Linked DNA regions of Mus musculus: regions 2, 3, 4, 5 and 6 are each linked to region 1. Evidence: chromatin contacts called from public HiCAR-type, HiChIP or PLAC-seq and promoter capture Hi-C data. All regions are on one chromosome and are shown on one strand. The core of a region is the stretch at or near the end of the contact, and the rest is flanking DNA. Distances in the headings are between cores, read along the strand shown.

The links. Promoter capture Hi-C pulls out the DNA fragments that hold promoters and counts their contacts. HiCAR-type assays count read pairs that join an accessible place to other places. HiChIP or PLAC-seq counts read pairs in DNA pulled down with a chosen protein or histone mark.
Region 2: a contact with region 1 is called in a HiCAR-type map of astrocytes, with 7 times the contacts expected there. The contact joins the promoter of Peg12 here to the promoter of Snurf in region 1. A contact is called at or near these places in 1 of 39 promoter capture datasets (cranial neural crest), 1 of 484 Hi-C or Micro-C datasets (embryonic stem cells) and 2 of 115 datasets of contacts at active chromatin or transcription factors (astrocytes and embryonic stem cells).
Region 3: a contact with region 1 is called in an H3K27ac HiChIP or PLAC-seq map of embryonic stem cells, with 4 times the contacts expected there. The contact joins the promoter of Gabrb3 here to the promoter of Snurf in region 1. A contact is called at or near these places in 1 of 115 datasets of contacts at active chromatin or transcription factors (embryonic stem cells) and 1 of 9 other capture datasets (liver).
Region 4: a contact with region 1 is called in a HiCAR-type map of astrocytes, with 15 times the contacts expected there. The contact joins the promoter of Mkrn3 here to the promoter of Snurf in region 1. A contact is called at or near these places in 1 of 39 promoter capture datasets (embryonic stem cells), 1 of 15 datasets of contacts at CTCF or cohesin (stem cell-derived epiblast-like cells), 4 of 484 Hi-C or Micro-C datasets (differentiating embryonic stem cells and embryonic stem cells) and 9 of 115 datasets of contacts at active chromatin or transcription factors (astrocytes, embryonic forebrain, embryonic stem cells and 2 more).
Region 5: an H3K27ac HiChIP or PLAC-seq map of embryonic stem cells shows a contact between it and region 1, with 34 times the contacts expected there. The contact joins the promoter of Magel2 here to the promoter of Snurf in region 1. A contact is called at or near these places in 3 of 39 promoter capture datasets (cranial neural crest and embryonic stem cells), 1 of 15 datasets of contacts at CTCF or cohesin (stem cell-derived epiblast-like cells), 10 of 484 Hi-C or Micro-C datasets (cerebellum, embryonic stem cells and reprogramming fibroblasts), 9 of 115 datasets of contacts at active chromatin or transcription factors (embryonic stem cells, stem cell-derived epiblast-like cells, stem cell-derived neural progenitor cells and 1 more) and 1 of 9 other capture datasets (embryonic stem cells).
Region 6: a promoter capture Hi-C map of embryonic stem cells shows a contact between it and region 1, with 9 times the contacts expected there. The contact joins the promoter of Ndn here to the promoter of Snurf in region 1. A contact is called at or near these places in 2 of 39 promoter capture datasets (cranial neural crest and embryonic stem cells) and 4 of 115 datasets of contacts at active chromatin or transcription factors (embryonic stem cells and stem cell-derived neural progenitor cells).

Annotation. Positions count from the first base shown.
Region 1 is chr7:60,003,334-60,006,995 of GRCm38.p6, forward strand. It overlaps Snurf (SNRPN upstream reading frame), which reads right to left and starts at 1,866. Exons shown (of 10, transcript NM_033174.4): 1 at 1,703-1,866. The coding sequence starts at 1,716. Snrpn (small nuclear ribonucleoprotein N) reads right to left here and starts at 1,866. Exons shown (of 10, transcript NM_013670.4): 1 at 1,703-1,866. All of the region lies in intron 6 of Snhg14 (small nucleolar RNA host gene 14), which reads right to left.
Region 2 is chr7:62,462,809-62,466,470 of GRCm38.p6, forward strand. Peg12 (paternally expressed 12) reads right to left here and starts at 1,702. Exons shown (of 1, transcript NM_013788.2): 1 at 1-1,702. The coding sequence starts at 1,539. The coding sequence ends at 688.
Region 3 is chr7:57,589,536-57,593,197 of GRCm38.p6, forward strand. It overlaps Gabrb3 (gamma-aminobutyric acid (GABA) A receptor, subunit beta 3), which reads left to right and starts at 1,638. Exons shown (of 9, transcript NM_008071.3): 1 at 1,638-1,820; 2 at 1,946-2,037; 3 at 2,236-2,303. The coding sequence starts at 1,741. It also overlaps a transcript of Gabra5 not described here.
Region 4 is chr7:62,418,351-62,422,012 of GRCm38.p6, forward strand. Mkrn3 (makorin, ring finger protein, 3) reads right to left here and starts at 1,803. Exons shown (of 1, transcript NM_011746.3): 1 at 1-1,803. The coding sequence starts at 1,691. The coding sequence ends at 57. The region is part of intron 1 of Gm32061 (predicted gene, 32061); the gene reads right to left.
Region 5 is chr7:62,375,392-62,379,053 of GRCm38.p6, forward strand. Magel2 (melanoma antigen, family L, 2) reads left to right here and starts at 1,588. Exons shown (of 1, transcript NM_013779.2): 1 at 1,588-3,662. The coding sequence starts at 1,959. The region is part of intron 1 of Gm32061 (predicted gene, 32061); the gene reads right to left.
Region 6 is chr7:62,346,454-62,350,115 of GRCm38.p6, forward strand. It overlaps Ndn (necdin), which reads left to right and starts at 1,824. Exons shown (of 1, transcript NM_010882.3): 1 at 1,824-3,475. The coding sequence starts at 1,955. The coding sequence ends at 2,932. All of the region lies in intron 1 of Gm32061 (predicted gene, 32061), which reads right to left.

The sequences.
Region 1 (3,662 bases), core at 616-3,115:
AGGATGCCATGAAAAAATAAAAGACATTGTCTTATTACCTCTACTCAATGAGTGGGTAAAAGCAAGTATTGCATAGACTTCATACACTAACCCCCACTGTGAGGGGTGGTTGACAGTGACACAACAAGAAAATGGAACACTGAGACTTGCATCCCTATCTTGTAAATGGGAAACAATTCTACAAAAGGAAACAACAAGAACAAAATACACAACCCAGTTAGAAGGGACGACTGCAAGAAAAATCCTTAAGGTGAGGTCTGGCCATTCTACACAGGTTCTCTTCTCAACAACTCCCCCCTCCACCAATATTGGTACATTCCGTTTATCTACCTCAGTAGACCCCACCCTGGAAGCACCCAGAAGCAGACTGCCACTGGACTGCAGGGCTAAAAATGACACCCTACGGCCTCAGTACCAGACTTTGTACGGTAATTACCTCCATCCATGGGTCAGAGTTCCAAGGCCCCAAACCAGAAGCACTCTGGCCACCTGCAACCAACCTGGACACACAATCACTTCTCTGACTTGCAAGTATCTTTTTGCCACACAACCACATGATCTTGAGAAGTAGTTATAGAGATCTCAGAGAAAATCACCCACTAGCGCTCACCTTCCACCCTACCATACCACCACTACACAGCTCTGACATCCTTGAAGCCACATGAAGCAGCAACAGAGCTCCCAGAATGCCCCCATCCCCCACACCCTGCGCGCACCCTCAGCCTAAAGGCCACAACAGCAGAGCTCCCCCAAACATGAACTAAGAGGCGACAGAGCTACCGCTCCCTCTACCCTAGGCTCACAGGCTGTGGCAATGGAGCTACCACCCCCATAGCCCGCAGGCCGCGGCAACAGCACTCCAGTAGCCCCCACCCTGAACACACAAGCCATGGCAACCAAGCTCCCAGCCCTCAGGCCACCGCCACACAGCTCCAGTTCCCCAGACCCCTGAAGGTGCTCCCATCCCCCAGACCACACAAGCTGCGACCGCCCATTTCTCATGCCCTGTAGCACATAGGCTGCTGCGGCAACAGAGCTCCCTCCCCACCCCCACCCCCACACCGCGGAGAAAACAGACTGCGACACTGCGGCAGCAGAGTTCCCACGCCCTGTAGCCCACTGGCTGCATCAACAGAGCCACAGCCTTGGACAAGAGTGTCCACCCAGCCCCGTAGCCCACAGGCTGCGGCAACAGAGCTCCTGCATCCTGGAGCCCACAGGCCGCACAGTAACAGTTACAAAATCCCGGACTCTACAGGTTCCTGCAGCGGCAACAGAACTTCTATCCACACCCACCCCCAGAACCAACAGAGCTCCGGCATTCTGGAGGCCACAGGCCACACAGTTAATAGTTCCAAAATCTCTGGACCTACAAGTCGCGGCAACACAGCTCTGACTTCCAGGAGTCCAGAGGCCGCGACAAAAGAGGTCCCGCATCCTGGAGCCCCCACGCTGCGGCAACACAGCTCCTGCATCCAGGATCCCAGTCACAACCTCAGACCACCATAATAAAGGCAACGCGTTACACGCAGGTGCCGCACTAACACACCCAAGGAGTCCGTCTGCCGGCTCCAAAGGATTGCTCACCAATTCTCAAAAATAAAGGTATCTGGGTTGTCAAAAATCTTAATAAGCCCAAATCTAGAATGTTTTGGTCAAATAGGATGCACTTTCACTACTAGAATCCACAAGCCCAGCTGACCTTCCTCGCTCCATTGCGTTGCAAATCACTCCTCAGAACCAAGCGTCTGGCATCTCCGGCTCCCTCTCCTCTCTGCGCTAGTCTTGCCGCAATGGCTCAGGTTTGTCGCGCGGCTCCCTACGCATGCGTCCCAGGCAATGGCTGCACATGCGCACATTTTTGCCGCAATGCAGGGGTCTCTGTCCCTCTGACCGGAATGTCCTGCCAAAAGGCAGCTACCAAAAGGAATGCTTGAGCATTCCTACTGCGGAAATTTGAGCGTGTATTAAAAAAAAAAAAATCACTGTCAATCTGGAATAATGGATATAATTGCCTATTACTAAATACATTTAATTTTTTAAAAAAATTGCTCCCAAGTGATTGCAAGCATCACACAGATTTTTATTATGTGGGAGAGGAAAAAAGGTTTGATCTCCAATATGAGGAAGACTGGTTTCTAGGCTATATCATGTTACATAGTGTATCACACACACACACACACACACACACACACACACAATCAAACATGAAGCCCAGCCAAATTGTCAGATACTTAAAATTCTGTACAGAAAAAAAAGTTATCCTGATTCCTAATTCTACATTCTACATTAATGTAGTATTACTTGTATTTTCTTTCTCTGTGTTAGAACATATGACTGGGAGAAAACTATTTCCTCCAGATCATGGTGTGATTAAATTTTAATAGGAAGAACATTCAGTTATGAAACTTATGTATCTGCTTCTTTTGTTGTTGTTGGTTTTAGAGACAGGGCTTCCTAAATGTTGTTATGCCTGGGGGGTGAAAAGTAGACACTATTTACTAACAAATATATGACCTCATAGAAATGCCATCCAGTAATTCCAGCTCTTAGGAAACTTATTCTAAGAAAGCAGTATTTTTGCATACTCAAGGCCAGGTTCAATTTGTAACAATATCTAAAAACAAAAACAAAAACATTTTGTAGATTGTGGATACATATATAAGAATTTATTTCAGTTACTTTTGACCTATTAATTTCCTGTCTGCCTAGTAAAAGTATTATTGTGGTAGTAACTTCAATATGCAATTATTTGAAGATTAGGAAAACAAAATGGCAAGGAGAAAACTAAGGAAGCTAAATTTACATGGGTTTAGCATAGCTTAATGAGGGCCTGCAAGAACTGTTAATGAGGTATTCTAACAAAGTTGGAAGTTCTCTACTTCCCTTCCCCCCGCACTGAGCTAGCATCCAGTTCGCAAACATCCTAAATTCAACTTCAATGAAGATACATTCAGTTCTAAATGTAACCAAAACCTGAACTTTCGAAAACAGCTGAAGAAATCTATTTACATAGAACTAAACAATTAGATACTATTGTCAGTCACCATGGAAATGCAAATGAAAATCACAAGGACAGACTACTTATGGAAAAATGAAAAGACAATAGACTAGGGCTAGGAATGGTGGAGTGTAGCTCAGCGCTGCAGGGTGTGTATTTTGTTGTTGCTTTTCTGAGGCTGGTTCTTAATCTACCCCAGGTGTGCTTGGAAATTCCTTTGTTGCACTAACTGGCTTAAAACTCAGAATAAGCCAATAAGCCTTCTACCCTCATTACAGCAAGGGATCACCATGCCTGATTTTGTTCTTTTTTTTTTTTTTTTTTTTTTTTTTTTTTTTTTTTTTTTTGGCAGGGTAGAGGGCGTTGGGGTGGTAGTGAAGGAGGGGGTTGTTTTGTTTTCCCAAGATGGGGAGATTTTGAAACAGGATGTGTCATGGTTGGGTTGGAATTTTACCTTGCAGGAATTATGTGGTGCTAGAAATCAGACAGAGAGGGCACTTTGCAAGCCTGGGCCTCATAATAAAACCTTTCCTGTTGTTTTTTGTTTCTTAGACAGTCTCATTGTGTCCTTCTCACTGTCCTAGAATTTGCTATGTAGACTAGGCTGCATCAAAACTACTACTCTGCTTCCTAGTCCTAGCATTACAGATTTGCTAACCCT
Region 2 (3,662 bases), core at 452-2,951, 2.5 Mb after region 1:
GGTGCTTCGCCATGCCCTTCCATCACCCAGCACTGCTCACTGCTGCCTCCCGCCCTACACTCATGGGATACAGCTTTCTTTCAACACTCTGCTAACAGCAACCCTTTGAAAAAAGAGGGGACAGACAAATAACGGTTACTTCTATTCAGCCCCAAGAGGGTCCTCTCGTGGTACCTCATGTTTTACATTGAAACCAGCACCGCAAAAGATGAGATGGTCTTTTAACTGTCATAAAATGTTCAAGTGTGGCATTTCGGGGCGCTCCCCGAAATTATGTCCATTCCTGTTTCCTCCTCCCCCAAAGTGGATCAGGAACCAGTCCTGGAAAGTACAGCAAGTAACGGGGATCATTGTCCTTCGTTCCATAGCTGGCTGAGTCGATTCTGAGAGCATGAACCGTGGCCACGTGGTGCCTGCTTGGCCCGGAGAGTCTGCGCGGAATTGTAGCGACCAGGTTGGATTATGCCAAAAAAAAAAAAAAAAAAAAAAAAAAAAGAAGTCCTGCTGACAGCCTGCGGTGCGCTCTACCTATATAATGTTTTAAAACAAACCTAACTCGTGGGTTTCAAACAGTTTGGGTCTCTCAACTCATGGAAATATTTGCGATATTTCGGCTGTCTTCCTTAGCTTATTTTCCTCTACGAGCCCCAGCTGGGTGAAGTCCTGGGTGAATCCCTTGGTCCCCTGCTACAGGTTGGTGCTGTGGCCACCGGGGTTATTAGCTGCCAGGGACAAGAAGGTCGTCCCTAGTTCTGAGCTGTGCCCTCCATCACAATCGCCAGGGTCGCTGCAGGCTGCACGGGGGCTCCCGGGCAAAGGCGGCTCATGCACCGGGGCTGACAAAGGCCCGAGGAACGAGTGAGCGGGAAGCTTTGCCTGTAGCTGTAGCCCTCGCGAATGAAGTCTCCGCACCGCCTCCTTGATGAGGTTTCCCGAAAGAAGGAGCTGCTGCAGGAGTCGGGGCGGGTCGCCGTCACTCGTGCGGGTCTCCGACTGAGATCCGCGTCGCTGTTGCTGGCGGCGGGACGCGGCTGCGTTCCGGAGCCAACCCCGCCGGCACCGGCCGGACAGTGGCTGCGGGATGCTTACTTTGCCCATCCCCGGGGATACCTCAAGGCCGAGCTGCTGGGGCAGCGCGCTGGCGCCCGGGGCGATCTCCGCCACACAGTAGGGCGCCGCCCGGCCCCGCAGGCGCCCGCGCTCCCCCAGCACGCAGCGCACAGCCCCCGGGGGCGCAGGGTCCCCGGCCTCCGCTGATGCTGCTCTCCGTAGCAGCCGCCTCGCTGGGGCCCCGGCCTTGTCCGCCGGCAGCGCGGCCAGGACCCGCGGGGGCGCGGGCGGGGGGCCCGGGGCAGCACATGGCGAGGCCGGGCCATCGTGCCTGGCGTCCAGCTGCAGCGTCTCGCCGATCTGGGCGATGAGCCGGTCCACGTCGGCAGAGCCCCCCAGAGTCACGGACTGCTGCAGCAGGAGGAAGCTGTTGTCGTCCTCCTCCCCCTCCGCCTCGTCGCCGGCTTCCTCTTCCCTCCGGCACGGCATGGCTCCCCCCGCCCGGGTCCCCGTGGCTGTGCGGGCGTCACTGGCGGCTCGGTTGACCGCGGGCTCGGCGGGACGCGTCTGGGAAGGGAGCGGGGCGGAGGCCCAGGCTGGGTGGAGGCCAAGTCTGGGACGCGGAAGCTGGGACCTCCGGGCAGGGACAGCGCGCGCCTTAGAGCCGCGGGAGCCGGAACCTGGGCTTCTCATTCTTGATTAAGAGAAGTGAACTTTTTTTTTTTTTTTTTGAAAAGTTCTTACAGCTGCTGTTCTAATCATTGCCACCAGAGGGACTCATATATGCTGAAATTCCTCTAGCAGAATTCAAAGAAACTGTTGTTCAACTTACGGGCCACCAGAAGGCAGACGATGCTCGGTTTAGTATACAAACAATTACAAACAGAATGAGATGCCTTAAGTTTGTACCTAAAACTACAGTGATTTAAAATGTTGTAAAAACTTTTCTGTTTTGTTTCATAGAAGAAAGTAACGATTCCATAAAAACACTAGATGAATAGACATGTTCCAACCCAGCTTTATCTGCTATAGTGAGCAAGAAAATTAGAATGGGCATCTGAGACAAATAAGCACACATTGGAGACATGAAATAGTAACATACATTTGAGAAAAAAACTGTAATCTTACTTTAAGAGCCAACTAGATTTTTACATAGTTCTCATTTTGCTCTTTAAGGGCAAAGAGGGTACTACATTGTCATTTGCTGATAGTAGAAAGAATGTTGGGAATATCAATCTAAAACAAGATTTCTGACACCCACTGAATGGGAACTTGGATAATTATATTAGTTTTTCAAATTCCTTTCTTCAGTGAGTTTTCTGTTTATTTGGTTGTGGTTTTTAATCACTCTATACTGATGTTCTTTTGTTGTAAATATGTATGCTCCAAGGTTGAAACTTGTCTCTTATAGAATCTCAATTTTGAACTGTTTTAGAGAAGCCTAACTCGTAAGTGTTCATGCTTGATGAATCAACCCTTTGTTTGCTCTGAGATCTCACCAATAAACTCATTTGCGGTTGACTCATTCTGAATGCGTGTGCCATATCATTATCAAGGCTCACAGTTTTATAAGGGTGCTTCTCGTTCCATCATCATTTCTTGAAAGTAATTGCTCTGTGATTATTATACTTTTATACTGTTGTCAGAATAGACTGATGATCTCACTCTCAATCTATCCCCAGGATTTCCATTCTGAATTACATATTTGTGCCTACTCTTTTTACTGATACAAGTTTGTTTGTTCTCATAGCGAAAGAATAGTTTCTAGTCATCATGGGACATGACACTTTATGAGTTTGAGAAAATCCCTTCTATTTATAGTTTTATTTTATAGTTTGTAACAGGACTGAGTGTTGCTTTTATAAAACTGGGGGTTCTTCATGTGTTAAAATGTCCCTTTTTCCTTTTTCAGGCATGGATAAGATGAATGAATGAATCAATGTTATAAAGTGTTGAATCAGCCTTGAACATTTGAGGTAAGCCTCACTTGTTTATTTTATATTATCTTTTCCTTTAAAGGCTGAAGGATATTTATTTGTTTGTTAAGAGATTTTGTGACATATTCACCTAGAAACATCCGTCTTCTTCTCTTGGTAAGTCTATATGTCTTTGGAATTGCATAAATGGAAAGTTCATACATTGTTACTTCGTCACACTTTTTGGAAACAGCCCTTGAAATCCACAACTTTATCTTGTGGGTAAGAGTTTGAATTACTCTTGCAATGTGGATCAGGCTGGCCTTGAGCTCCGCATGCTGCTGCCTTGTTTTCTATAGTTTCTCAAGTGCCTTCCCTTAAACATTTTTTGGAGTTGTGAAAGTATATTGGTCTCATGCTGTTGTTCATATTCACAATGCTATTCATAGCATTGTGTTGGTAGTGAAGAAATGAGACTTTTTTGAGGCTTAATCATTTATCCAACAAAATGGGCTGCCCTTACACAATCCTGGATGAAGTTGGTTCCATCGATAAATAAATTCCTTTGGGGGGGGAAACGCCATAGAATCACAACATGACATACTAGTTTCTTACTGTTTTTATAATGAGTACACTAGTGTCTTAGTTAGGGTTTCTGCTGCAATGAAACAAACTGAAGCAAAGCGCATTGCAGTA
Region 3 (3,662 bases), core at 388-2,887, 2.4 Mb before region 1:
ATACAAAGCACTTATGAATAGACTTTTCCAGAAAATAATTAGGGAGCTATATTTATCTCTGAACCTTCCAGGTAATGCAGTCACATCTACAGTTCTATAAATAAAACTGCTGATTTTCAGAAAAGCAGAGATATTTAAAATTAATGCACACATAAAAAATGCCAGCTTGAGAATAAAAGTCTAGATTTAGATATTTACCTACATTAATCTGGTAACAGAAAAAAAAAAGATATAGGAGAAAAAAACCGAGCCAATACTGGAAAATAGTCATATATTACTATGCACTCACCGCATCCTGGACGCCTAAACTAAAGAAATTAGAAACAGACCTGATTTGTGGGGCTCCCTGTTTGACGCATGGTTTAACTATAGAAAAACAGGCAACCCGTGTCTACAGGAGAGTAGGCACTCCTTAGGTGTACAATAGTGACACACGGGTGGGGCAAGCACCAGTGGGTGTACTCTAGTGATGTACAGGTGGAATGTGCACTAGCGAGTGAACAGTGGCGATATAAAATCAGAGTGTGTACCAACTGGTGCTTGTTTTTGACCAATATTCCAGCAGTTTTCTAATGACTACTAAAGAATGGAGTCCTGTCACAAGGAAAACAAAGATATTTACCTTCAAATAAGGGTGGATGTATCTGGTCTGCACCAGAAAAGGCACATTATTTCTCATCTTCATAATGACAAGCTAGGGTCTCTTAAGTGTGGCTTGAATTGCAGTTTTTCGACAAGATTTCTCTTTGCGGTTCATTATGAATGCGTTTATGTGAGCAGGAAGGATTCGGCACTCACTTGGTTTTGCAGGAGAGGCACAGCTTAAGGAGACTGCTTTTCATAGTCATATTTGATAAATAGATAATCTTGCCGCCATGCAAAGGGCTGGAAGATGGGTCAGGCGGGAAAGCCCGCGGGTGGGGGTAGGGGCGGGGTAGGGGGAGGCGGGGATCCCCACGTCGCCGTTGGTTCCTAGCTCAGTGACGGTAGAGTGGAGCAGTTCCCACTCAGGTTAGGCTAGAGGAGCAGCGCCATGTGCTCCGGGCTCCAGGCCCTGCTGCTGCCAATCTGGCTTTCCTGGACCCTGGGGACGCGAGGATCTGAGCCCAGCAGGTGAGGATGAGGCTACCTCAGAGCTCTGCAGCTTGGATCCGGACCAGGCAGAGCGCCAAGGCTCGGTGTGAAGCCCACTGGCTCTCCCGCTGAGCAGGGCGGGGGTTGAAGGTGGAGGGTGGGATAGGGCGAGGGATGTGGAGCACTTCCTATGTCCCTGGTGCCGGTGCGTTGCACTCCGGGCCCCATCCTTCGCCCGGCCGTTGCAAGCTCTGAGGACTTGGCTCCGTGGCCCATCCCCCGCCCTGCAAGGCGCCACGCAGTCGTGGCCCTCGCCCGCAGTGTCCAGCGCGGATCTGCGGCCGCACGCAAGCCCTTCCCCGGGAGTCCGGTGCGGCCGCTGCCGCGGCTTGGGAGGGCGCCGGCGCCCCGGAGCGACCGCGGACCCATAGGGGGCGGGTGCTGTTCTTGTCCGGCTCCGCCCCCGCCTCCGCCCGCCCAGCGCACCCGCGCCAGGGCTCCTCCCTCCCGGCCCGCTCCTCCCCCCTGCTCTCCTCCCCCTCCCCCTCCGCCTCCTCCGCTCCGGGCCAGCGCGGCGGCGGTGGCGGCAGCAGCAGCAGCAGCCCCGGCTGCGGGTCGCGACGGCGGCGGGGCGCCCCCTCCCCCGTGCCGGGGCGCGGCGAAGGGATGTGGGGCTTTGCGGGAGGAAGGCTTTTCGGCATCTTCTCGGCCCCGGTGCTGGTGGCGGTGGTTTGCTGCGCTCAGAGGTAGGGTCGCTGGTGGGTTGACGGGAAGCGGGCCGGGCGCGAGCTGGCGCGCTGTGTGCGCGCCGGGCGCTGGCGGGTGAGCCGCTGCCTGACCCTGTTCTCTGTGCCATGTGCCCCTCCTTCAGCGTAAACGACCCCGGGAACATGTCCTTTGTGAAGGAGACGGTCGACAAGCTGTTGAAAGGCTACGACATTCGCCTGAGACCCGACTTCGGGGGTAAGTGGGATGCGCGCGACCGCTGCGGGAAGCGCGATCCACCGTGTTGGCGGTCTGGGTGGAGAGGGAGGCGGGGGCGGCCTCCGCGGAGCTGCAGCGGGGTGGGGTGGGTGGTCCTTTGCGAACCCCCCAATCCTCAGAGCCACCCGTACCCCCTGCTGGAGCCTGGCTGATCACGGTGTGCTGCGCTTCCCGCAGGTCCCCCAGTCTGCGTGGGGATGAACATCGACATCGCCAGCATCGACATGGTTTCTGAAGTCAACATGGTGAGTGCCTGCGCTTCCCCAAGCTGTCCCAGGCCCTATCCGGCCGCCTGGGCCCATACAAATCTCCCCTGTTGGGCTGGAGGCCCGAACCGGCCTTGGCTTCCTGGCCCGCAGGGGAAGCCGCGCTCTCTGGCGTTGGGCTCCTGCCCGCCCTGTTCCCTGCACGCTCGTGGGCGCCGGGCCTGTCGCGGGGTCCTAGACTGGCCCAGAGTCCGGATCCTCAGCGCTACCCGATGCACCCAGGCATTTCAGGAGAGCTGTCACCTGGTCGCGAGGCTTCCAGAGTGCTTTCTCCCTTCCCTTAGCAACAGGCGCTGAGCGCTGTGAAGAGAGACTGGGTGTGGGGGCGGCTTGCATCCCCAGGTGAAAGGTACTTAGGATTTCCTTTGTTGTCATTTGGAAAGAGCTGCGGATCGCAGGAGAGAAGAGCAAGTGGTTGTAGTATGTGTCTAGAGGCTTCTTTGGTGGGTGTCCCAGCCTCAGCCTCTGTTTAGAGGCCCGGCTTCCTCCGCCGGGCGCTGTCCTAGGTGCTGACGGATCCCTGACCCGCGCTCTGGAGGGAGGCTTTGCCTGGGCTCTGGAAGATTGGCATTCCAGTGTCAGGGTTTATGTATGTGCTGACAAGAGTCAATATTCTGACATGTGGAAAGAGGAGATCAGTAGCCCTACAGGCTGAGACGGTGCTCCCCCTCCCCCCTTAATGCGCCAGAAAATAAGTAGCTAAGTGATGCCTTGACTTTAGGAAACAGGTTTCATTTTTCTGTTAAGTGGAACTATAAAAATTCTAAGAATGGGTGTTTGGAAGCAATATTTTTCTAGAACAATCATTTGGCAACTTTTCTTTTGGTCAAACAATGCTGAGAATATGAGTTTGTATGTTTTTCTTATTAACGTGATGTACATTGGAATCACATGGGCAAACTTGCTCTCAACTCATACTCTCCAGTGACTCAGTCCAAGGAGTTCTGACAGACATGAGCTAGAGTGGAGTGCCGGGGTATTCACACTTAAGGACAGTAGCTCAAGTTATTTTAAAACAGGTGTTTTGTGCACAATATTTTGAGAAACTTTTCTATAAATTATAGAGCTATAATTTGTACAAATAAATGAGAATAATTTTCTTTAAGCATTATAAGATTTATGTTTAAATAAATAAATTTTGAGGTTTATAGGAAAAACATATTCCACCAAACTTATTTTCATAATTTTCTAAAAAGAATTAATTACAGCATGAGGGGCTGGACTTCTCAGGAATATAGCACATACTTACCTAACACTCACCAAGTCCTGACTTTGATAAACAGTCCTGGTCTCCAGCACTTTAAAAAAAGAAGCAACAGTGTTTGTTTGTTTGTTTTG
Region 4 (3,662 bases), core at 553-3,052, 2.4 Mb after region 1:
AAGCAACAGCAGACAACAGAGCTTTAGCAGACCAGACCACATGCCACAGCGTGATACTACAGATTCAAACTGAAATATTCTTCCAGCTGGTACTGAAGCAAGAGCCAACGGTCATCAGAGAAGGAAGAACTGCCTCTCAGGCAAAGCAACTTCTTAAGCAACTGATTGGCCAGGCGAAGCACAGAATGCTCTTTTTTACGGCTTTTAAACAGCACGTTTCCCTCTCGCAACTGCACAGGCTCCAAAACTTGATGCCAGTATGCGCTTGATGATCCACCACCATCTGGTCTTGGAGGCTGATCTCTCCAGCCCTCGGGGTATTCATGCTTGTAAAAACAGAATTCTCCAAATGGGCAGTGACCTAGGCCTCCAGCAAAATACCTGCACGCTTTCTGGCTCATCCCCTCCTTATACTGCTGAACAAGTTTCTCCTTCTCCTCTTCCTCCTCCACCCAAAACTCACTAGGAATGACAAAGCCAGAGGAGACCCTGCACTGTGGGCAGGACTTACTGATCCTGTTCTCAAACTGTGTGGCACTTCTCCACCTGCGGATACACCTAAGACAGTAGGTGTGGTTGCAGCTGAAAAGAATGCCAAAGCGGCGGTCGCTGGGGTCAGCTTTCTCATAGACCACCTCCATGCAGATGCCACACACTTTGTCCATGCTGCGCTGCACAGCAAAAGAGAGTTCCATATCTCTCTCGTGTGCTTCAACGCAGGCCCTTCTATGAGCTTCCTGCTGAGCTGCATCCCAAGGGTGCAAGGCCTGCTGCCCGCACATGTCGCATATTTCTCCATGGGGGTATGCACACCTGTCCCCACGGAGGCATTGTCCCCGGGCAGCATAGCGGCAAAGCGGCAGCGGCATTGGCACTGGCATTGGCACTGGCATTGGCATTGGCACTGGCATCGGCATCCCCATGCCCATAGCCATATGCTCTCTCTCAATTGCCGGGCTCTGCAGAGGAGCCTCGGGACCATGCGGGGGGACCATGCGACCTCGGTAAGGCTGTCCAGGAACAAATTCAATTGCCCCCTCCCAGCCTTCTGCACCCGCTCCCGCTGCAGCACCTGCTGCAAGGCTTGCATTGTCAATCTCGGCTTCAGAGAAGCCCCTTTCAGCAGCTGAGCGAATGCCTGCATTGTCAATCTCAGCTTCAGTGAAGCCCCTTTCAGCAGCCGAGCCAATCAGAGGCAAGGAGCTTGAGGATGCAGCAGGGGGGGCTTCCGCCACTTCCTGAGTCGGGGGCTCCCAGCGAGTGGCCATCTTGGGTCCTCTGTCTGCAGAGGCCCGAGGCTGAGCATCTTGCCCCCCCCTAGATCTCCGCCGCCCAGAAAGGTCGTGAGAGTAGCGACAGTTATCGCCCTCCTTGCACTGCCCATGCAGATAATACCTGCAGAGGATTTGCTTCGTCCAGCTGCCACTGTTGCGCTCCGGACCAGACCGGGCCCCGCCCCCTTCGGCTGGCGCTGGCCTCAAACTCGCCGCGCGCCGGATCGCTGGGCCTGGAGTCACCAGGAGCGGTGCCAGACCCGATGCCTGCTGCAGAGGGGCCGAGCTGACTCCCGCAGAAGCTCCAGCAGCCTCAAACTGAGGAGGGGGGGGAACAGACACACCCTCCCCCCCTTCAGCACCTGCCTCGGCGCCGGCGGCCGCGTGGGCCTCAATGGGAGCTGTAGACTCTTCCATCTTACAGCGTGCCTCTAACACTGTCCAAAAACCCGAATATTATATCTTTTTTGTGCTTGAATTGCGGAGCTGGAGATGGCTCGACCAGCTTCTTCTCGGAGCGAAGTGCATCGATTTTTGTCTTCCCACCTGCTCCCCGTTCCCTGGAAACTTTAGTTCCTACCTGTTTACAGGCAGGCGGACACTTCCGGTTGTAACACCATTCCTAGGGCTTCACCGGAAGTTGCTTCCGCCATGTTTTTCGCGTGCCTGTTTCTGCTTGAGACACTGGGATGGGCTTCTGCCGGCTTTCTAAGTGCGACTCTGAACCCCCCAATCCCCGTTTCCACAGTGTTTCCCCTCAAGGTTGATGTTTTAAACTCTCCAGGTTTCAGTTGTATACATTGCAGTTTATTTGTGTGTGTGTGTTAAGAAAACGCTACACACATTGCCTTTACCGTCTGCTGCTTGAACATAAAACATTTCACTCACATTAAAAATTATTTTTCAGTTTCTTCTGTCGTTTGTTTATAGGCTACTAATTTTTAAGATCGGACAGTGTCCCTGCCAAAGCGTTTCTCCTTCAATGCTTGTAGATCTGACAGGATTCTTTGGGTCTTTTTTTCCCTTGAAGGGTTAATTTGCGTGCACTTTAATTAGGAGGGAATCCCCTGCCCCGAGGCTACTCAGAGCCTTTCACTTTCCTGCCTTTGTTACATTCTCCCGGACCCCCAACAATGTAGAAGCCTGGACTTTGCCCAACCCTGATGAAGACTTAATAAGGCAAGGTCTGAGAATGACCCAGGCTTTAACTTTTCTCTGTTGGTTGGATTCGGAGACCCTTTGTTCCCTGCCTTCCTTTTCATCCCATTCTGCTCTACAGAGCTTTTCATAATACCAGCTCCTCTTTGCACCCCAAAGTGTCTCATTTCCATTTCTGCACTGAGCCAGTTCTTTTTCTTTTTCTTTTCATTTTGCAGATATATACTATTGGGCTAATAATTTTATATGTAGTTCTACACTGCTACATGTACTTACTACAGTGGCATACTAAATTTTATAGTATAGTTTTACGTGGGTTTTTATTTTTAGTAATAATCATGCTTTCTTCCTTTCCTCACCCACTAACTTGAATTAGCAATGCTTCAAATATTTTATTTACTATTTAAAAAAATGAAATTATGCTCAGAAAAATAATTTTATTGGAAGGAGTCTCACAACCTAAGGTTAAAAAACTCTGAAAGCATATGATATAATCATCCAACTCAAAATATAAGTCTCAACTAAATAAATCCAACAACGATAAAACAAGATAAGAGGAACATAATCAAACAATATAGATAAGGGGGGATGAAGTCAAAGTAAACATGAAATAAGAACAATAGAATAGGCAAAATTTTTCTTGTGTAACTTATGAAGGAAAATAATAAAAGGCTCAGATCTCCAGCATCACATACTTCAAAAGAACTGACATTAAGTAATAAGAAACCTCAAAACAATGAGATGTTTTTAGTGCCACTAATTTATAAAAGACCTAAGTAAGAACTAGCAGATGAGAGTGGGGAAAAGATTTGAATATGAAACTTGAAACTTTCATTAAATGGTCATAAATAGATAGATAGATAGATAGATAGATAGATAGATAGATTAGTAAAAATATCAGAAACAAAAATAAAGATCTATTAGGTATGTTCTACATATGCTTAAGAAAATTTTGATATGAGGTATTTTAAAATGTGGACTCTGAAATGAACATAAAGGTTGAAAAGCTTATATTGTTTTAAAGTGCCCACTTGTACAATAGAGGGAAAAAAGCAAAAGAAAAGAAAAGGAATAAGACTTGTTAGAAGCAGAAAGTAATTAGTTCATTAACAGGCAAAAATGCTATTTGTATATAGAAAACTCATCTGCTTTGTATGCATATTTATCAAGTTTGATGTCCAAAAATTCAATAAGAAAAGAACAATTTGTGTCTCATGTATACAGGGATAA
Region 5 (3,662 bases), core at 338-2,837, 2.4 Mb after region 1:
ATGGCCATGTGGCATATCTCATAAAAGAGAGCAAAGGGGTTCTGTGTTTATTCTAGGTTCTTCCCAAAGGATTGTATTCCCCCGATTTCACAATTCTTGTAGAGATCGGGGCTATGAACCTGAGGTGAAGAATAAAACTGAAAATCATGACAACATTGAAGTGTTCATTCTATGGAAAGTCATTTCTGCTTAGAAGGCAACCTTGTTTTGCATGTACATAGAAGTGAGAGATTGTCATGAATCTCTGGTGTAACATGCTTTCAAAGACTGGATGGTCTCTGAAATATGAGCCCCAAATTCTGCCATAATTATTTAACAAACGGTCAGTCATCCTGGGGCATATTTCTTCTTTATGGCCCACCAGTTAAAAACGAACAACAACAACAAAACTATTTAGGAGCATGTGCTGAAGGTATGTTAAGAGTTGGGTACAGCCTTCAACATTCTCTTCTGCCCCCTAGTGGTTTCTTTCCTCACCTTGGACGACTGCCCTAGGCTGCAAACCACTCCTTGTAAAGGAATCATAATGCTAGTTACCGTCTATAAACCACTAAACTTGACCTAAACTGAGATTGCCACTTAATTTTGGGGAGAAAGAATACCAATATGCAGTAATTTTGATGGGTACCTCTTTATTTGTTAACATGGTATATGTCCATTTTTTAGCTGATTTTCCAGAAAACTTTTCTTATACTCTCCATTTTTCTAGAACTAATTTCCAGCACATTGCTTCATTTTTTAATTATTGTTATTTTCAGGATGTCTTTCACACTCTATTGTCTCATCTCACCCACTTTAGAAGTTGATTTTCCCGCGTTTAAACTTCTGCCTCCGTGAATTTCTGTTAATTTACTTCCAAGGTTCCTTTTCTTTCCTCTCTAATTGGCTCGTCTTTTCTCTACCCGATTCTACGATGTAGTCAGTATTCTTCTAGATGAGTTTAGATTTTCCCCCCTCTGAACACACTTTTAAACAATTGTATCCACTACTACTACTATGTTTTGATAAAGAATGGGCAAACTTGATTCTCGGATCCTCGTAATGAATACAGTTATAATAGACCACCTATGTTATCCCTGGGTTGACTGACTCATGTCCTAGCAAATATTCATCAACTCCCCTTACCCTGCATGTGCTTCCTGCCCTTCAGTTACTTGACAGAATAAACTACTCCAGGAAATTCACACACCCGAGACAGATACCTGAATACAGTCATTTTTTTCTACACCTTCGTTAAATTGTAATAGCTGTCTCGAATAGCTCCCCAGTCCCTCTTACGTCAATGTACTTCGTTTCTGAGCTCAGACCACACCACTACCCCCACCTTTGGACATGTTCCATGTTGCTAGTGGTTTATTCCCACTTCATAATGCAGCACAGTGATTTTTTTTGAACCGTAAATCTGTCCCTATCACTTGCCTATATAAACTCTTGCTTAAAGAGTATGAACTAGCTTAGTTGAGGATCTATACCGCAGGAGAAGGGATATTGAGTCAGTCGGGACTTTGGTAGACGCCCCTCTGAACAATCCACTTGTGGTGGTCGGGGGCGGGGAAGGGGCGGGATTGAGCCCCCTCCCCCCTCCTTCTTACTGCGGAGAGCTGCAGAGCCAGCCGACACTCTGTGTGAGCTGCGCTGCGAGCTGTGAGCTGAGAGCTGTGAGCTGCGTGGCGGAGCAAGCCAGGCAGTAGCACTTGGCTGAAAGCTGCGGTGCTAGCCAGGCAGCGCTCGCTGAGAGTTGCGGTGCCAGCCAGGTAGTGCTTGCTGAGAGCTGCTGAGAGAGCCCAGCTGCGCTCGCTGAGAGCTGCGGAGAGAACCGCGGAACACGCCAGTCTGCACCGGCTTCCTATTCAGCCTTCAAGCTGGAGGGGGATCCTGGACAGCCACGTCGGCATGCTCAGCACTGGAAGAAAAAGCGCAGCAACCGGAGACGGGCCACCACCAGTCAAGCAAGGGACATGTCGCAGCTAAGTACGAATCTGGGGGATTCCAGCCCTCCGGAGTCCCCAGTGCCTGCAGTCCATAGCCGCCCTACGGTTCTGATGCGGGCTCCGCCTGCTTCCTCCCGGGCTCCTCCTGTCCCCTGGGATCCACCTCCAGTGGACTTGCAGGCTCCCATGGCTGCTTGGCAGGCTCCTCAACCTGCCTGGGAGGCTCCGGAGGGCCAGCTGCCTGCCCCAGTGGCTCAGCTGGCCCAGCCTCCTGGTCTAGGGGCCCCAATGGTCCAGGCTCCACCGCTCGGAGGGGGGATGGCCAAGCCTCCAACTCCTGGAGTCTTGATGGTCCATCAGCCCCCTCCGGGAGCCCCCATGGCCCAGTCTTCAACTCCGGGAGTCCTGATGCTACATCCTTCTGTCACGGGGGCCCCTTTGGCTCATCCTCCTCCCCCAGGAACCCCGATGACACACCCTCCCGGGACCTCGATGGCGCACCCTCCTCCTCCTCCTCCTCCCCCTCCTCCTCCTCCTCCTCCTGGGACCCCAATGACCCACCCACCTCCTCCTGGGACTCCGATGGGTCACCATCCTCCTCCTGGGAACCCTATGACCCATCCTCCACCGGGGAACCCGATGGTGCATCCTCTCACTCATGGAGCCCCGATGGTCCATGGGGGACCACATGGAACTCCAATGCCGCATGTTCCCATTACGGGGACACCGATAGCCCAGCAGCCAACTCCAGGAGTCCTGATGGCCCAGCAGCTGACACCGGGAGTCCTGATGGTCCAGCCGCCTGCTCCGGGAGCTCCGATGGTCCAGCCACCTCCACAGGCTGCCTTGATGACCCAGCCTGCACCTTCGATTACTCCGATGGCCAAGCCTCCAGGTCCTGGTGTCGTGATGATCCATCCTCCAGGTGCCAGAGGTCCAATCATTCAGACTCCAGTATCAGGAGCACCAATGGCTCAGACAGTGCTGCCCCCTGGGCAGCCTCTGGCCACTTGGGCCCCACAGGGTCAGCCTTTGATCCTACAAATCCAGTCTCAAGTCATAAGGGCTCCTCCACAGGTTCCCTCTGTACCACAAGCCCCCCAGGTACAGCTGGCCACACCCCCAGGCTGGCAAGCCACCACACCCAACTGGCAGGTGACCCCCCAGGGGTGGCCAGCAACGCCTTTGACATGGCAGGCTACACAGGTGACCTGGCAGGCCCCCACAATAGCCTGGCAGGCCACTCAACCTGGGCGCCAAGGGCACTCAACCATTCGTACTGGTCACACACCCATTCGACCTGGACCAGCTCCATTGCTTCGCCAGATACCTCCTATGATCCGTCAGATCCAACCTGTGATGAGGCAAGCCCCACCACTGATCCGACAGGTCCCTATCAGACCAGCTCCACATGGCATAGCAAGCCAGCCTCAGCTGTGGCAGGTCCTGCCACCCCCACCTCCACTGCGGCAGGCTCCACAGGCTCGTCTACTGCTCCCGAGGGTACCAGGAACAGGCCAGGTGTCTACAGTACCACCAGTTGCTCAGATACATTTGGTGCCACAGTCAGGCCCACAGGTGCCCCAGACAGTACTGCCAGCCCAACTGTCTATCCCAATTCCTGTACCCCAGGCTGCTGCTCAGTCTGCTCCCCGGACTGTGCATTGCCCACCCATCATCTGGCAGGCCCCCAAAGGCCAGGCCCCGGTGCCACAGGAGCTCCCAGTGCCA
Region 6 (3,662 bases), core at 574-3,073, 2.3 Mb after region 1:
AGTTCCAGCTAGGAATTCAACTATATAGCTCATCTTATTCAGTAGCTGATGCCCAGGTAGCTCTCTGGTCCCATCTCTGGTATCCTCCCTGAACAAAAAACAACTTCAAGATTGTCAGCCCCATACTTGTGACTTGTTTTCATGAATCCATTGAGTACAAGATGGTAAATACACTGTATATATAAACATAGTGATCTAGTGCAGAAAATTCTTCAAACTCAACCCACTTGCAGAAAAACAGTTCCAATTAATGAGCATCAGAGAACTAGAGCACTTTTAGCCCAAACACATAAAATCTCAAATATATACAATCTGAAACTTTTTCCAGGATATGCAGGATGTCACAAGTGAAAAATTCCACATCAGAGCTCGCGGAGTAGATCACAACTGAGAGAAAGTGTTGCCTTCAAAAATGTCAATAAGAAGCAAACTAATAACACGTCTAGGCTGGAGTTTAAAACAAGTTATTGTACATGTGCAAATATTCTCAAATCTGGAAAACTCTGAATCGCTTCTTGCCATAACTATTCTGGGTAAAAGATAGCTGTTATATCTAAACAAACATATTTTAGAACCTAGGAATGCCAACATGATATCTTAAATCTGTCCGCTTTAAGTGATGAGAAGGGCTAAGGAATTCCATTATTTCAGAACAAGAAAGATGATCAAATCTAAGGACTTCTGGCTTTGGAAGCTTCAACAATGGTCATTGTATAAAGGAGAGTTTGAGGAAATATCAGCTTTAGATGACCTCTCGATCTACCTTTTTATTTTTGGACACCAATATGTTGCATCTTATTCATGAGAGACTGTTAGGTATCGAAAAGAGCTGCATTTAAAATATATTGGGAAAGATTTGGATGTGCTCCCAACATGGAATTAGTCATTTGTGAATGACATAATTTAAGAAGTAGAAGATTTCTTATAAACGCAGAAGATGCAGTGAGCAGGGCAAAAAGGTAGTGGGAAAATATGAAAAATACACTGTCATAAAATGTGTATTAATAAATATGTTGATCATTTTCCACTAGAATCTTAACGGAAGCTTTAGATGAAAACAAAGTGACCTAATAGAAATGGAGAGCCCAAATCTATAGTTATTAAAATAATTCAAAACCAACAAACTGAGCATCCAATGATGAATGAATGCATATATATATATTTTATATATCCCTCATTTTCATGTGGGGCCTGGGGGATTTAAATTCTGGTTCTCATGCTTGAACTGCAAAAGCTCTTAACCACTGAACCAAGTCTCATTTTAATTAAAATTTTAAACTCCCATCAATTATGCTATATGAATCTACTACTTCTAGAACATTCAAATCTCACATGGATTTATCTCCAGTGTCTGTAACTACACTTTACATTCTTCCTTGTTTGATCTGCATTCAGATATGTAAGAATTTATCTCTATTAATAATTTCTCAATATTCCAATCTTAAACAACTCATCATCATCATAAGGTACAGCTTTCCAAAAGAAAAAAGAAAAAAAAGTCATTTCTGTTTCTCTTATTCTTTTGTAGAAAAACCAAAATCAAGAATTAAGTCTTTCTCCAGGACCTTCACATTTAATTTGATTTTGCACAAACTCAGTGTGTCCGAACTTAACTTCACCATCTCAGCTACATCTTTCTCCTTCAACTTGTTTCTTTCCCTACCATCATCTAGTTCTGTGCCATACAGGAGACCAGGAAATCTTTTACATAAGCCTAGTGGTACCCTCCCTTAGACCCCAGTGGTTGGGCTTTGCTGCTTCGCTCCTTTCCAGCCCTACCACCCTTCTGGCTTCCCAACACGCATGCGCAATATCGCATCAGCCCCGCCCGCCCGCTGCTGCGGAAGGCGCAGTGCTCAGTAAAGCGCACTTCCTCTGCTGGTCTCCACCGAGGGAGTGCCCGCTCCAAGAGCTCCAAGCCGCATCGGTCCTGCTCTGATCCGAAGGCGCAGACATGTCGGAACAAAGTAAGGACCTGAGCGACCCTAACTTTGCAGCCGAGGTCCCCGACTGTGAGATGCAGGACAGCGATGCCGTTCCGGTGGGGATCCCTCCTCCCGCTTCTCTGGCCGCTAACCTCGCAGGGCCACCGTGCGCTCCCGAAGGCCCTATGGCAGCCCAACAGGCCTCGCCACCGCCCGAAGAACGGATAGAAGATGTTGACCCTAAAATCCTGCAGCAGGCCGCAGAGGAGGGCCGCGCCCACCAGCCCCAGAGTCCAGCCCGGCCGATCCCAGCACCGCCAGCCCCTGCCCAGCTGGTGCAGAAGGCGCACGAGCTCATGTGGTACGTGTTGGTGAAGGACCAGAAGAGGATGGTCCTCTGGTTTCCAGACATGGTGAAAGAGGTCATGGGCAGCTACAAGAAATGGTGCAGAAGCATCCTCAGGCGCACCAGCGTCATCCTCGCCAGAGTGTTCGGGCTGCACCTGAGGCTGACCAATCTCCACACCATGGAGTTTGCCCTGGTCAAAGCCCTCAGCCCAGAGGAGCTAGACAGGGTGGCGCTCAACAACCGTATGCCCATGACAGGCCTCCTGCTCATGATCCTGAGCCTCATCTATGTGAAGGGCCGCGGGGCCAGAGAGGGTGCGGTCTGGAATGTGCTGCGCATCCTGGGGCTGAGGCCCTGGAAGAAGCACTCCACCTTCGGAGACGTGAGGAAGATAATCACCGAGGAGTTCGTCCAGCAGAATTACCTGAAGTACCAGCGTGTGCCCCACATCGAGCCTCCCGAGTACGAGTTCTTCTGGGGGTCCAGAGCTAACCGTGAAATCACCAAGATGCAGATCATGGAGTTCCTGGCCAGAGTCTTCAAGAAAGATCCCCAGGCGTGGCCTTCCCGATACAGGGAGGCTCTGGAGCAGGCCAGAGCTCTGCGGGAGGCTAATCTTGCTGCCCAGGCCCCCCGCAGCAGTGTCTCTGAGGACTAAAAAGGTCCAGGGGCACACTGATAGTTTCTGACCCATACTAGGGCTGTGTAAGGGTGGGGTTGAGTCATTAGAGTATCCCAAATCCACAGTGCAGTATTTCATGTATAATTTTTAAGTTTTCCATACAGTGCTTTTGTACCTTGTAATGCTATTCATTTGTGTACTCGTGTAGTGTTTAAGATTGATGCATGTGTGATAAGTATTTGGTACTTTCACTTTTGTGCTTTCGTGCATTTTTGTACAAGAGATGTGCTGTGCTAAACTTGTGAAATACATTGAGGTGTTCTGTATCTTGTTCTTTGTATGGGACTGATGATCTGTATCGACAAAGAAGGCCCTGGAGAGTTAGCAGGACTTAACAGCAACGCAGACCTGAGCAAGAGAAAGGTCAAGGCCTTTCTCCATATGACTTCAACTGGCACAGGAAGCATCCATGTGGAATGGACTGATTTGAACTGGACTGTTCTCAGTGTAGGCACTTAGCACCCTTTACAAAACATGTATGCAACCCCACCATAAATAAACGTTAAAATGAGCATTAAAGATACTGTGAAATAATTTCTTGGGGGGGGGGAGGAGGCATTTATTTTTGATGAAAGGGGGAGTGGGAATGGGTGGGGATGAGAAAGATTCTCCCTGTGTGCAGCATAAGCAAACACGGTGTCCTAACACAGTGGGAGACCACACGACCACTCAGAAGAAACTTGCAGTGCTTTAATCAATTTGTCAC